Regions from separate parts of the Triticum aestivum genome. Here region 1 is linked to region 2. Evidence: chromatin contacts called from public Hi-C data. All regions are on one chromosome and are shown on one strand. Each heading gives the region's core, a stretch centred on a gene start, on an enhancer-like site or on the middle of the called end of the contact. The rest is flanking DNA. Distances are from core to core; before and after follow the strand shown.

What was found. Hi-C and Micro-C count contacts between places; a contact is called where the count stands out from the background.
Region 1: a contact with region 2 is called in a Hi-C map of leaf, with 3 times the contacts expected there. The contact joins the promoter of LOC123096127 here to the promoter of LOC123096126 in region 2. A contact is called at or near these places in 2 of 5 Hi-C or Micro-C datasets (both in leaf) and 1 of 1 datasets of contacts at active chromatin or transcription factors (leaf).

What each region holds. Positions count from the first base shown.
Region 1 is chr4D:51,489,593-51,496,723 of IWGSC CS RefSeq v2.1, reverse strand. It overlaps LOC123096127, which reads right to left and starts at 2,912. Exons shown (of 4, transcript XR_006446471.1): 1 at 2,785-2,912; 2 at 2,473-2,697; 3 at 1,857-2,205; 4 at 901-1,790. It overlaps LOC123099580 (metal transporter Nramp6), which reads left to right and starts at 5,461. Exons shown (of 4, transcript XM_044521712.1): 1 at 5,461-6,157; 2 at 6,822-6,958; 3 at 7,055-7,131. The coding sequence starts at 5,574.
Region 2 is chr4D:51,284,173-51,291,261 of IWGSC CS RefSeq v2.1, reverse strand. LOC123096126 reads left to right here and starts at 3,285. Exons shown (of 3, transcript XM_044517750.1): 1 at 3,285-3,744; 2 at 4,145-4,492; 3 at 4,606-5,833. The coding sequence starts at 3,340. The coding sequence ends at 5,226.

The DNA of each region.
Region 1 (7,131 bases), core at 1,663-4,162, 210 kb before region 2:
CTGTGGGGCCGCAACTGGACCAGGGCTGCCACGCTGGCAGGAGGTGCGACGCCTAAGGCAGAGGCGCTGCATGGTAGTGTGCGGCGCCTAGCTGTCGGGCGCCACACGAAAGGGTCAGCCGAGTGAATTTTTTTCGAAAGCAGGTCAGTTTGTGATTGGATTTCGCACTCAGGTCAAATATGTGATTTCTGCACTCCAACCATCGAACGTGCTATGGGGATGCGGGCTCCATGCTTTATTATATGTTTTTTGGTGGTACATGGAGGGCATACGGGGAGGTACGAATTGGCATACGTACATAGCGGAGGTGGGCTTTGACGGGCGTTTGCCTGTGACGGGGGATCAGTTATGTGCTGGGCGGGCGCTCGAAAAGGATTAAAAAAAATTAAACTAGGTGTGTACAGTGCTGCGGCCACGCCCATGGCTGAGAAGAGTGTGCACATTGTGCTGTCGGTGCCGTCTTGTTTGTCAAGCATAGCATTTATAGAGGAAAATTCGCGTGTGATTTTAGTAAAATTTTCAAGAAACAATATTTGGGAAAATAAGAGAAATAAGTGACTCTAAGGAATGATAGCCGAATATGTCATCATTAGCACACAAATATTACTATGAAATCTTTGTTACAGCAGCATGAAACCTAGCTTTGAACAATACATCCACATAATTCAGGGCATCAGACAAATACAGTACATAATTTAGCTCAGCGCACTAGCAGTGATCATTCATAATAAAAGGGAGAAATAGGGAAAATCCAGCGATACTTGAAATGCTTGCTGCTTGCATAGATGAATCATTGTTCCACATTTCAGGAAAAATTAACACGGAGACAGGAGATATAAGTGGAGATATATGTCTGTCTAATGGATAGTAGATGAATATGTCATCAGTAGCACACGGACATTAATATGAGATATTTGTTATAGCAGCATGAAATTAGTTTTAAACAACACATCCAGACAGCTCAAGGTTCAGACAAATACATATTACTAATCTGACAATACATAATGTATATAAGGAGGCTGGCAGTGAGCAGTCAGGATGCAGGGGAAAGATGCTTCGATAGCAGGATAATGAGCTGGTTGCTCGGCAACATGTACCACAATCTTAGGATTGCTACAGGTGTTCTTTCGATGCCCTCCCACTCCGCAGATTGAGCATTTCGCTTCTTTCCTTTTCTTTTGAGGGGTGTCCCCTCTTTGTGGACACGTCGTGCTCTTATGACCAGGGCCACAACATATAGTGCAGAATCGTGTTGGCTTGCTTGTACTGCATCCGATAACTGTATCAAGTTGTGATGCAACCTTAACTTTTTTGCTCTTTGCAGACCGGTCATCATATGGAGGCTTGTCTCTGCGTTCGTTGGTCGACCGGCTTTGCGTTTGCGTTCTGGAGCTGATAATCCAATGTAATTTCCGACGGCGCTACCTTCATCGTCGCTCATGCATCCATTTTCTGGTCCTTGCAAGAGACTTAATTCTGTAACTTTTGCCCTCTTGAATTCAGTTCTGTGTTCCAAACCCAGACCATCATGCTCAGAAGCTAAAGGGGTCAGTTTATCCATTGCTGCCCTAAGAAGTTCCATTGCGCAATTATATGCAATTGGATTTGCATCACCAAGCTTTACAACCTCTAAAGCATGTGTATACAGATTTGAATGTCTGAACGTTATGAAGTTAGCTGAAATCTTGCAGGTGTGCCAAGTGAGCTGGAAGGATATCTCTTGCATCTTTTGTCCACCTTTTGAGGATATGCTTTCATGGAATTTTCTCTATACCCAAGAAATCAAGAACCTGCAATACAATTTTTATTTGTTCAGCATATATAGGTTTCTCAAGTGAGGCTGACAGCTAATGTACCTTAACTGAATGGCAGCATAGCAATCCTGTGAGCTCGAAGTTACCACATTCCCATGAGAGTTCTTCACCCTCAGCAAGAACGTGCACTATGTACACTACTCTGCACCACTTGTCATGTCTCTCTGGGTGGTACCGGTGTACATAATATTTTGAACCTTTTTCAACTTCTACTCTGTATTGTCCTGCTTCATACGGTATCAGTTTTCTTCTCTGCGTATCCTCTTAAGGTTTTTTGAAGGGCACATACTCTTCCAGCACAAGGTGCATGCTCGATAGGGGCTCGCCCAATACAAACCTTGCATCAGTAAGAATGAATTATTTCTAACTGTTAACGGTTGCCTTCTTTTCCCTGAAGAATGCAATGTTCATAGGTGAGCAACATGGGAGTACAGCTTTACAGTCAGAGATTTAACTTATCCAGACATGTTTTAGCATACTAGCTTCAGAGCTGAGCATAAGCAAAGACAAACTGACGTTTGCCTTCTTTCTCATCAGCATCTCACTGTTGATAAGCGAGCAACATGGAAGTACAGCTTTACTTTTAGAGTTCTATAATTTTCAGACATGTTTTAGCGCTCTAGTTTCAGAGTTGAGCAACAAGAGGAAAAGAGGGTACCTTTTTGTCCACCCGGGGGCTTGAGGGTCATCCTTTCCTGTTGATTGCTGTGAATCGGCCGCCGACAAGCTCAGTTCTTCGCAGCCGTTGTTCATGGGCAATTGGATTGTAAGCGGCAAGTCGCCAACATATCCCATACTCGATTCAGCAGCTGATTGGGTGAGACCAGTATCTGGCTCACCGGTGGGCGTCAAATCGCTGGATGCAAGATCCGGCAAGGGGAACCTGCGAGAACACCCAGGTATCCGTAAGTTGGTTCCCGCAAAGAGATTCGGCGTTAGTACTTAGCAGAAGATGAACTAGCAACAATACCTGTCCACCGGATCTGATAGGAACTCCAGTCCATTGCCGCCCTCCTCCGCCGTCGCCATGAGCTGTCGTCTTTGTTGACGGCGCCGCGGATCACTCGAAATGAGGGGGCGGGGGTGGGAGGGTGGGGATCGGGACTTATGGTTGGTCCGCGCTGGCATTTATTTATCTCTGTCATGTGTACCGCGCGTCATGACATGTACTCCTACCAACAGTACATTTCCCATGTCCTGCCGCTACCGCGCACCGTACACGCCCGATCCGTATGTATCAACAGTACGCTCAACTGCATGTGAACGTCCACCCGAAGAGGCCCACCACTGCGCTCTTGCTCAATTGGTCCACGTAGCAGGAGCGCACGCGCCCGTCCTCTCCATCGCCGTTCTCGGTGCGGCCTTCTCTAAAAACTCCCAGGATAGAAGAATGCTAGCTATATTTGGACCGTGTTGCTTCGGCTCTTGTGCGTAAATTTGTTCGTGGCAGGTGCTGCATCTCGGTGAAGCAATTCAGTTTCACCAACTCTCACTCCGAGACATATTTATCGATGGAGTAACTTCATGGTTTGATCTCCTTGCTATATACCAGTATCAGATGGAGATAGGATTTTCAGCACCCGGGTGCCCCTACACTCTCTATGAACAGTAAATTCAAAACAAATCAAAAAAGTCTGAAACTTTGGGACATCGTTCATAATTTTTTTGATGATCTTGCAAAGTTTTAGCTAAAAATAACATTCGAAGAGTACTCAAATAAAAAACAAAATCATTGTCCAAAGTTTATGTACATTTTTGAGCAGTGATTTTGTTTTTTTTGTGAGGGCTCCACGGAGGTTATTTATCGTTGAAACTTTGCAGGAACATCAAACCTTTGATAATTTTTGATCCCTGAAAGTGTCAGATTTTTTTGTTTTTTTCAATTTTATATGAATTCACTGTTCATGAGGGTGTAGGAGCACCCGGGAGCTGTTAGACATTTCTCTATCACATGCAGTTATCATCTTTCCATGTTACAACTTGAAAGTCGAAACTTGGATCGATTACCATCTTTCCTATAATTATAATATGGACAATGTGTTGGTGAGCTTAATTGCCTCACTGTCCACAGTTAAAACAAGCAACCTCAAGGAGAACAAAAATCTTTCCCCCAAAAAAAAAAGAACAAGAACCTTACTTTAGATTAGAGTGCGTAGAATGGTAAACTGAACAAGTTGTGCTCGGAATAATTGGGATGTACTCCCTGCGCGCTTCGATGACCGCGCCCGGGCATGCCCGCCATGTCGGTCCTGCCCACCCCTACTCTACTTTGTCCCCATAAATATCCTCAATCCGGAAACCCTAACTCACTCCACTCTCGATCTATCTCTTCTTCTTCCCTTCGATTTATCCGATTCGATCCACTCCGACAACTCCGGTGACTACGGCCACCATGTCGTGCATCGGCAGTCGCTCCTCCTCCAACTCCGACGAGGATCTAGCCCTCCGCATTGCCCTCGAGAGGTCCAAGGTGGACACGGGTGGCAGTTCCGGATCGGCCTCGCCTCTCTCCCGCCGCTGCAGCGAGGAAGCCGATGCTGGCTCCTCCAGGTCCGCGCTTGGCTCCGCGCGGGTTGCACAGTCCGCACCTCCCCCACGCCGTCCCCTTGCCCCGCCGCCTGCTGCCCCCCCCCCCACACACACGCGCGGGTAGCGGTGGGTGCTTGTGCCCGTCGCCGCAGCGTCGGCCCGGACACGCACGCCGGAGTTAGGGGCGCCCGCTGCCTGCCGCGAGAGGCAGCGGGCAAGGGAGAGGGACGCAGCAGAGAGCTCTGTCCATCGGTGCCACGGGTTACCCACAGAGCCCGGCGAGGACGAGCGGCTCCTCGTGTGGGTCTACCGCCGGTCGCTTACGACGACGGAGACAGACGCTCGGGCTCCGTCGGAAGAATGTGAAGGCTCTCCGGCTAGCTATCGAGTAGTCCGAGCGCGAGGTCAAGGAGAAGGCGATGGAGGCGGCTCGGCTGGCCAGGCTGAAGCGGCAGCAGGACCGGGCCGTCCGGCGCCTCAAGGGCCTCATCATCGTCTCCTCCTCTTTCGACGACGTTGACGGCTCCTCACGATCCTCCACCAGCCGCCGATGGCTACAACTGCGCGGGCGACCGGAAGGGGAAGGGGCCGGCCCGGAAATGGTGGAGATCGCTTTGTTTCAATTTATTTTCAAGTTTTAGACATAGTTTCAAGTTGTCCGTCGTTTGACCTTTGGTGGTCGTTTGAACATCTGATCTTTTGGTGAAAGTATTGTGCTTGTCTGTGTCCGTTTGCTGATTGACGTAGCATGGTTTAATATGGGATATAGGGGATCGGATATGAAATACACGGATGTAGACGAGGCTGTTTGAGGAGTGCCCGGGCGTTTGAGGGGTCATATTTCTCCTCTGCGGCTGTAGATGCTCTACAATCCAATCCTAACCCGCCAGGTAGGACTGCATGTAAAGCACTTAAATTATGATCGCTCATTCCACACGCGCTTGCTAGAGCAGCTGCGTGCATCGAACACCCAGGTCAAAGAGCGAACTTTTTCGCCTGTACGGTTCATGTACGCCGCATGCAGGCATGCAGGCATGCGAGGGCACACCAGCCAAAATGTTTCGACCTCGTGGATTTCCGGGGTGTATATTTAGTTTTGACTTTTGAGCAACGAGGATCATATGGTTTAACCACGGGCATTCCCCAGCCATAGGAGCCCCCGAAACATCCGGCAAAGAACGCCGGCCGGCGCTCGGTTTCGCGCGACGCAGCTTCACCGCCTGTTGTCCCATGGCCGCCGACGGGGACCCAGCCGCGGGCGCCGGCCCCGACGTCGAGGCGCACGCGCTGCTCCGCGCGTCCTCCTCCTCCGACGAGGACCCCGAGCAGTGCGCCTTCGAGCCGGCCGAGAAGATCGTCGTGTCCATCGCCACCGACCCCGACGCCGACGAGGAGGACCTCTTCTCCGCCACCGGCCGCGCGCCGCCCTTCTCGTGGCGCAAGCTCTGGCTCTTCACGGGGCCCGGGTTCCTGATGAGCATCGCCTTCCTCGACCCGGGCAACCTCGAGGGCGACCTCCAGGCCGGCGCCACCGCCGGCGACACGCTGCTCTGGCTGCTTCTCTGGGCCACGGCCATGGGGCTGCTCATCCAGCTGCTCGCCGCGCGCCTCGGGGTGGCCACCGGGAAGAACCTTGCCGAGCTCTGCCGCGACGAGTACCCGGACTGGGTGCGCCGCGCGCTCTGGCTCATGGCCGAGGTCTCCATGGTCAGCGCCGACATCCAGGAGGTCATCGGGAGCGCCATTGCCATCAAGATCCTCAGCCGCGGATTCCTTCCCATTTGGGCCGGCGTTGTCATCACCGCATTGGACTGGTGAGTTATGGTCGCCCTTTCATGTGCTGTTGAGATGTACTGCTCGATGCCAGTTGCCAAAGATGTTTGAGATATTCTGGAGATTTGTTGATTTTGAGATATTCTTGAGATGACCTCCCAGAAATCTGCGGCTGACTCCAAATCTATATGATGAGAACGTCCATGTGCTGTAAAAAAAAGTGTTCAGTAGCGAGTCGCAGCAAAACTTGAAATTTGAACAGATTAGTTTCAGTGTGTAGAATCAGTTGCAAAAACTGAAATCTGATTAAGTTAGTTTCAGTTTGTGATTTCTTTTTATTCAGAACTCTGAGTCAGTATGCAGTTGCAGAGATGGAAAAACATTTATCACATCGATATATGACATGCTGCAGAATATTTTTGTTGAACTTTGTAGACGACCAGGACTGAACATTTCTCTATGGATATCAGAAATGTGAAAAATATTTGATCATTTTGACTTCTATGCACTATGCATGAAAACTAGCATATGGTGTAACAACAGAAATGATGTTTGTTATTTTACAGTATTACCTGAACTACTGCATGCAGCACCAGTATTTGCAAATAGCTTGCTTACATGATGACCATTTATTTTGTTATAGTGTTATTATTTGGATGAGCAGAAGGTTTCACTCCACTTACCCTTAATATACTTTTTCATCAGCTTTATTTTCCTTTCGATTGAGAACTACGGAGTGAGGAAATTGGAGGCTCTATTTGCAGTTATGATTGCAATAATGGCCTGGTCCTTCGCATGGATGTTCATAGAAACCAAACCCAGTGGGAAAGACCTAATTGTTGGTAAGTATCCTTTTTTTTCTTCTTCACTTTTCTTAACACATTCCATTATTTGATCCATTCTTCAGCTGACGTGAAACTAATCTCTACGCAAAATAGGTCTTCTGGTTCCTAAGCTGAGCTCAAGAACACTAAGGCAAGCAGTAGGGATCGTGGGATGTGTCATCACCCCCCAC
Region 2 (7,089 bases), core at 2,036-4,535:
AGCACGCGAGCCCATCCTGTCCGGGTGTGTCCGTTTACGGCATAACGGATAAACCAGACGGCCCAGCGTGCGGGCGCAAACGGACTTTTGTCCCTTTTATGTCCGCTTTCAACCCATCTCCGGCCCAAGTTTGGGCCGCTTTTGGGGTGAAACGGACAGCGCGTGGACGGGCGGGACGCGCGCGCTTGTCCTCCTATGGCCCGCCCGTCGGTGGCACAAAGCAACACCCCCACGCCCCATTTCACGCCATTTCCCCCCAAACCCTCCCACGTCCTGTCCACCACCCTCCCCGTCCATGCCCGACGCCCCGCCGAATTCCGGCGGTCCGGCCGTCGACCCACCCAGAAAGGTGAAGAAGAAGGCGGCCAAGGGTCCGAGAAAGCCGCAGTCGGAATGCACGCCGGCGGAGCTCACAAAGATGGACGCGGAATCGGTGAAGAGGAGGAACCGGAGGGTGGTCGTCAAGGGCAAGAACGCGGCGGCCAAGTTCGCCGCCGAGCACGATGCGTTGGAGGCCGCGCGGTGCAAGGCCGAGGTCAACGAGAAGGAGGACATCGTCAACAAAGCGCACACCCTCCTCATGCTTGGGATTTGCCGTCCGACGGGTTTCTCTGCAACGCCCGTCGACCCGGCGAGCACAGACACGTCGGTCGCCAGGCCTGCGCACTGCCCCTTGCCGACGTCGCGGACGACGCCTTTGTCGCCCGGTTTTCCTCCGCCAAAGCACGAAGGCCAGACCCGTTTTTCGGGGTCGCCGAACGTTGGCGTGATCGCGCCGTCCACCCCGCGCCCCTCGGCCGTCACCGACCTTAACGTCACGTCGGGGTCCAGCAGCGGCGGCCGGCCGGCCGTCGAGATGCAAAGAGAGCAAGCACGACCGCCGTCTACAGGCACCATACCGTCGCCCCGCGTCCTGTTCGACGAAATGCCAACTCCAACGCCAACGGTCAACGACCCCTTCTACAACCAGTTCACGGAGAATGTCATCTACGAAGGTGGGCATGGTGGCGCCTACGATCCTGACGAGACCCAAAGTCAGGATGGCCCTGCCCAGTACGTTGCCGATGAAGACAATGAGGCCCACGACCATGCTGACTACGACCATGCTGACTCGTGGCATGAAGATGATGACATCTATTGCGAAGGTGATGGTGATGAAGAAGAGGAAGGCCTTGATATTGGGGGCGAGCCATTGTTTATCGACGAGCTCACCCAAAGAGCGGAAGCACAAAAGAGGAAGAAGAGCATTCATATGAGATCATACTCACAAGAGGAGGACAAGTTGATTTGCCAAAGTTGGATGGAGGTTGGACAAGATCCGAGGACCGGTGCGCAACAAAAGGGACTTGTTTTTTGGACAAGAGTTCACAAAACATTCCATGAAAGAAAGTTGTTTGCGCCCGACCAATTTGCGAGCGACCGTCGCATCACCTCGATTCAAAAGAGGTGGTTATTCATCCAACAAGAATGCAACAAGTATTGTGCCGCACTTGAGAGCGTTGAAGCACGTCCCGTGAGTGGTCTCGGCATTGGGGACATGGTATGCTCTCTTATCTTTCGTTGCTACGGCCATGAGACTTCGGCCTTCTATATGTTTGCATGTTCAATTGTTGTTGATCGTGTGGTGTAGGCATTTCAATATTTGGAAGCATTTAAGGCCCGGCACAATGACAAGTCATTCACTCTTACGCATTGTTGGACGCTCATCAACGATTGTCCTAAGTTCAAAGATTAATACCGTGAGCTTCAAAGAAAGAGAGGCAAGAAGACGGCCGCGTTGGCCGGAGGTGGAGATGGTGAGGCGTTGAAGAGGCTGAGGGGCAAGACCAACTCCAAGATTGACGACATACATGATGCGTCACCCATGGCCTTGCATGAGACTTTGCACGGTATGATGTCTCAAAAGGATGTGAGGGACGAGAAAAATCGACAAAGTAAGGACGAGCAAATGAAGCAATACCTAGAGCTTCAAAGGAAGAAGCTTGAGATGGAGGAGGCAGCCAAGAAGAGGAAGATCGACATGGAGGAGGCGTCTCGGCAAAGGCAGCTCGACATCGAGGCCACCAATGTCACGACCAGGCAGAGGCAGTTCGACATCGAGGCCACCAATGCCGCAACCAAAGCAAATGAGGTGGCCTAGCGATCATGAGCGTGGACTTGACCAAGATGAGCGAGAAGACGAGGAGCTGGTTCGAGGCCAGGCAGAAGGAGATGTTCGATGCCGACGGCCTGAACTAGGTGGTCTGTTCGGCCGTGGCCGTTATTTTTGGAGGCTGGGTGCCGGCCGCTGGCTGTGTGCCGGCGATAAACCTATTCATTTTGGGGGCTGGCTGTGTTGCCGGCGACAAAACTATTCATTTTGTAGGTTGGCTATGTTGCCGGCCACTGGCTGTGTTGTTGGCGTGGACATGTAGGTGGGCTGTGTTTCCGGCATGAATTAGAGCCGCTGGCATGAACTAGGGCGTGGTTTATTCAAAAATTGGCGTTTGAAAAAGGAGGCGGATAAGATGCGGCTGGAATGCGTCCGCGCGTTGGGCGCACGGCCACCGCATTGTAGAAATGGCCCGGACACGATCTCATTGTCCTTCCCAAACAGACAGAATTCTGGCCAAATAGACGTCCGTTTGGGGTCATGCGCTGGAGTTGGCCTAGCATTGGCATCTCCCAATATATGATGGATTCAGGCATGTTTCTCCCAAGAAGCGGTCGAGAGCGTGCCCGGACCGCTTCCTCCACCGTCTCTGTTGGCCAGCACGCACATTGCACGGCATAGCATAGGTAGATGCCTCCAACGTCCGCACAGCTGTGGCTCACGAGCTCCTCCGAAACTGAAACAGACTCGACCCGCAAGCGTCCAAAGCGAGAACACGAAGGGCGACAAGCCGAGTGACATGGACGCCGTCGTCCGTCCGTCGCCACAGCGATGCAGCTCCGGACGGATCCGCACCGCGCACGGAACGGAAGAGCAGCAAACAAACGAACAGAAAGTCAGAAACTGACGCCGCTTTAACTGAGCTCGGCGGGCGGCCGGCGAGGAGCACGCACGCAGCGCCCATCCGTCCCCGTATGGCCGTATGTATGCCCGTCCGGTCGTCACGCCACTACTAAATGTGAACCGGGCCGGAGCCGCCGGCGCCGGAGCGTCACGACTCACCGCCACCGTGGCCCGGCCGGGGGCACGGACCGGTCGGTCCAGCTTGCATTCCGTCCCCTGCCAGCGGGCCCCACCATTTCCCCTGCCAGCCGGCCCCACACCTCCGTATAAATTCGCAAACCACCACGCACACACCCCCGGCAGCAGCAGCACACACAGCAGACCACAGCCCACGCTCACTGTCCATGGAGAGGACGCAGGGCTTCTTCGCGGCGCTCAAGCAGGAGGTGGCGCGCGGGCTGTCGCCGGCGAGGGCGCGCCGGAGGTCCGAGTCGGCCGACCTCGACGCCGCCGCGCTCAGGTTCTCCGGCCCGGTGGGGGGTGGAGAGATGCTGGCGCCGCTCATGGAGGGGCCCGATCCGGAGTCCGGCGACGGCGTCGGCGCCGGCGCCAGGAGGGAGGGCTGGGGCCGCTGGGTGCGCGGCCAGCTCGCGCGCACGCCGTCCTCCGTCGCCGCCGCGGCGGCCGGCGCCGGCGCCGCCCGCAACGACCTCCGCCTCCTCCTCGGCGTCATGGGCGCGCCGCTCGCGCCCGTGCACGTCTGCGCCGCCGAGCCGCTCCCGCACCTCAGCATTAAGGACACCCCCATCGTAAGCGCTTCTTCTCCTTCCTCTTCTTCTTCATGCCGCCGTCTTGGTGTCTTTCCCGCCTTTCCTAGCTCTAGATTTGGTCGAGCCGCGTCGCGTGTTCGACGAAATGCTCCAGTCAAATCTCTTCTCAAATGTCTGCGTCTGCGCTCTGCTAATTCTTCAATTCATGGTCCTGCATACTGTAAAAACGTAGTATTTACTCGTAATTACAGTGCTGTAAAAAAATGCTCCTTATCTTCTTCACTGATGTCTGCTGCATTTGTTGTCTAGCGATGCTGTTTGTTCCTTACGATAAAGATGTGCGAAATTTCGTCACCAAGCTGTTTGATTCAGGGAGAAAATCATATATGTCCAGTAGTAAACATGGTTATTTACTGTTACGAGCTTTTTGTTTACACAGGAGACCTCGTCGGCGCAGTACATTCTGCAGCAGTACCTGGCGGCCTCCGGTGGGCACAAGCTCCTCGCCTCCGTGCGCAACTCCTACGCCATGGGCAAGGTGCGCATGGTGGCCACTGAGTTTGAGAACGCCGGCCGCCTGGTCAAGAACCGCAATGCGGCTCGCTGCGCCGAGCCGGGCCGCTTCGTGCTGTGGCAGATGGCTCCTGAGAAGTGGTACATCGAGCTGGCTGTCGGTGGGAGCAAGGTGCATGCCGGCTGCAATGGCAAGCTTGTGTGGCGCCACACCCCGTGGCTCGGCTCCCATTCCGCCAAAGGCCCGGTCCGCCCCCTCCGCCGTGCTCTGCAGGTATAATTGCACTGCCCAGCCCACGCCTAGTATATGCCATTGTATGTGCCCATACAGCCATGGAAACATCTTGGCACTTTTACTCAAATGTTTCGATCAATGTCTTTCTATAGGGCTTGGATCCACTGACTGCAGCAAGCATGTTTGCCGGCGCACGGTGCATCGGGGAGAGGAAGGTGAACGGGGAGGATTGCTTCATCCTGAAGCTGTGCACTGACCCGGAGACCCTCAAGGCACGCACCGAGGGCCTCGCAGAGATCATCAGGCATGTCATGTTCGGGTACTTCAGCCAGAGGACCGGCCTCCTCGTCCACATCGAGGACTCACACCTGACGCGGATTCAGTCAACAACCGGTGGGGATGCGGTCTACTGGGAGACCACCATCAACTCATTCATCGAGGACTACCGGCCGGTGGATGGCATCATGATTGCGCACTCCGGGCGCTCGGCCGTGACCCTGTTCCGCTTCGGCGAGGTGGCCATGAGCCACACCAAGACTCGGATGGAGGAGGCGTGGAGCATCGAGGAGGTTGCGTTCAATGTACCTGGCCTGTCCATGGATTGCTTCATCCCACCCACCGATATCAAGTCTGGATCTGTAAGTGAGACTGTCGAGCTCCCTCATGGTGGTGAGAAGAACAAGTTTGGTCCTCCCCCTGGTCACCGTGCCAAAGTTGCTGCGCTGGAGAAGACGGATGGTGGCGAGCTAGCATGGAGGGGAACGCATACCTGAAAATCGAAATTGATTTTCAGGCCATTGGTACTTGCTTCGTTTCATTGCAACTGACTGATGAGTAGTGTAGGAGAGAAACAGGTCGACGGGGGATTTCGATTTTGGAAATTCCAAATGACCTCTGTGTACAGGAAGGAAGCAGCATGAGGCATTCACATGGTGTGAAGAATCGTTTCTAATCTCTTCAAGGGGGAGCGGTAGTAGGTAACCTTGTTTGCTATTTCAGGCTTTTTTGTCAGTATCATGTGGAAGACTTGGTGCGTTCCCCATTCCAACTACTCTACCTGAGAAAGGTCATCGTGGTGGCGCTGTTTGCTCCCCTTTAGCAAATACTAATTGATCAGTGGCATTACATCCAAATTGGCTGCTCAGTTCAGTTTGCTGTGCTTGGTGATGGTTCCTGGTGAAGCTAACCATGTCAGAGAAGCGTAACCTCTTCTGAACGGCTGTTAGTACCTCTAGTAGGTTTTTCCATAGTTCTTCCTTCGCATCTCTGTTATTTTTCCTGAGATGAAGGTTGTTGTACTCATTAACAGAAGCTTGTTTGTTTCCTTTGTAATCCAAAACATCTAATGAGTGAAGCGTCTTGTGATGTCCCTGTTTTGCACACCACAGCGCACCCCCGGGAATGATTTCAGCTTTTCCTGGAGATGTTGAACGGCAGCAATGTGGCATCAATGTGCCTTTTTGGGCCGCTTGCATTTTACTTTGGCCTGTCAGTGTGTTGGAGGGGGTAGTGATGATTCATTTACTGCCATGATTAGCATGGCCCCCATGTGCTCCTTCCATTCCACCCCTGGCCCAGGTGCCGCTGTCAAAGCGTGTTACCCTGATGACACAGGGTGATTTACCCCTTTTATAATCTGTACTCCTGAGCAGCACTGATGAGCTTTGTGAGCCTTTATTTTTCTTTCGGTGTGCTCCATCCCTGAAGAGTGAAGACCGAGGCTTCACTCACCGTGCTGCTGCCACCTTTCCCTTGGCATTAATGAGCACTCCTTTCTTTCTTGTTGTGAGGAGTTGTGATATATTTACTCTTGGGGCTGTGTGTTCTTCCTGGGAAGAAGGGACCAATGTCTGAGGTGAAGAGATAGTAATATTCTCAAGTCCACTGTCTTTAGTAGCGTCGCCTATTGGGAACTTGCAACTCAGACGCCGATCCTCCAAGGTCAAATTCTTGTCTTTAGTAATATTCTCAAGTCCACTTGAGGAGCAGTAGTATGGTTTGGAGGTTCAGACTTGTTTATTGTCCGTTCCGTAGACGCTCTTCTGTTGCCTACGGTGGGTGTCTGTGCAGCCTCTGGTGCACAAGTTTTGAGCCCTGGCATTCTGGAGATATGTTTGTTCTTCAACTTTCCAAAACGAAAGGAGAAGCTGCAAATGAACCTAAGCTGGAATTGCACTGGATTCCATACTCTCTGGTACCTCAAATCGACAGGTAGAAGTCGCCCGTACTGCTAAGTGTGGAATGGAATGGAGCAAAGCCAGTTAGAGATGCCATTATCATGTGTAGCAGTGCAGCCACAGCCTCATCACAGCCGCAAGCTAGGCTAGCAACTTTGACAATGGCGCCTAGCCAGCTACTGTGTTCATACACACACAAAAGGTTGCTATGCTAGGATTAGCAAAGCAAGCAGGAGAAGCCTACTGCCACTCACTGTCCATGCTATGCTACCACTGCCATGAGCAGCAGCAAGGAGAGCAGGCCAAATGATTGATGTTCCTTTCCTTGTGCACCTCCTCCTCCTCTCCACACACACACGGTAGCACATCACTGGCTCGTCTCAACTGGACCTACGTTACCAAAAACGGAGGTGAGGAAAATATTGTACTATCGATCAATCGCAGGCGGTGCTGATAACC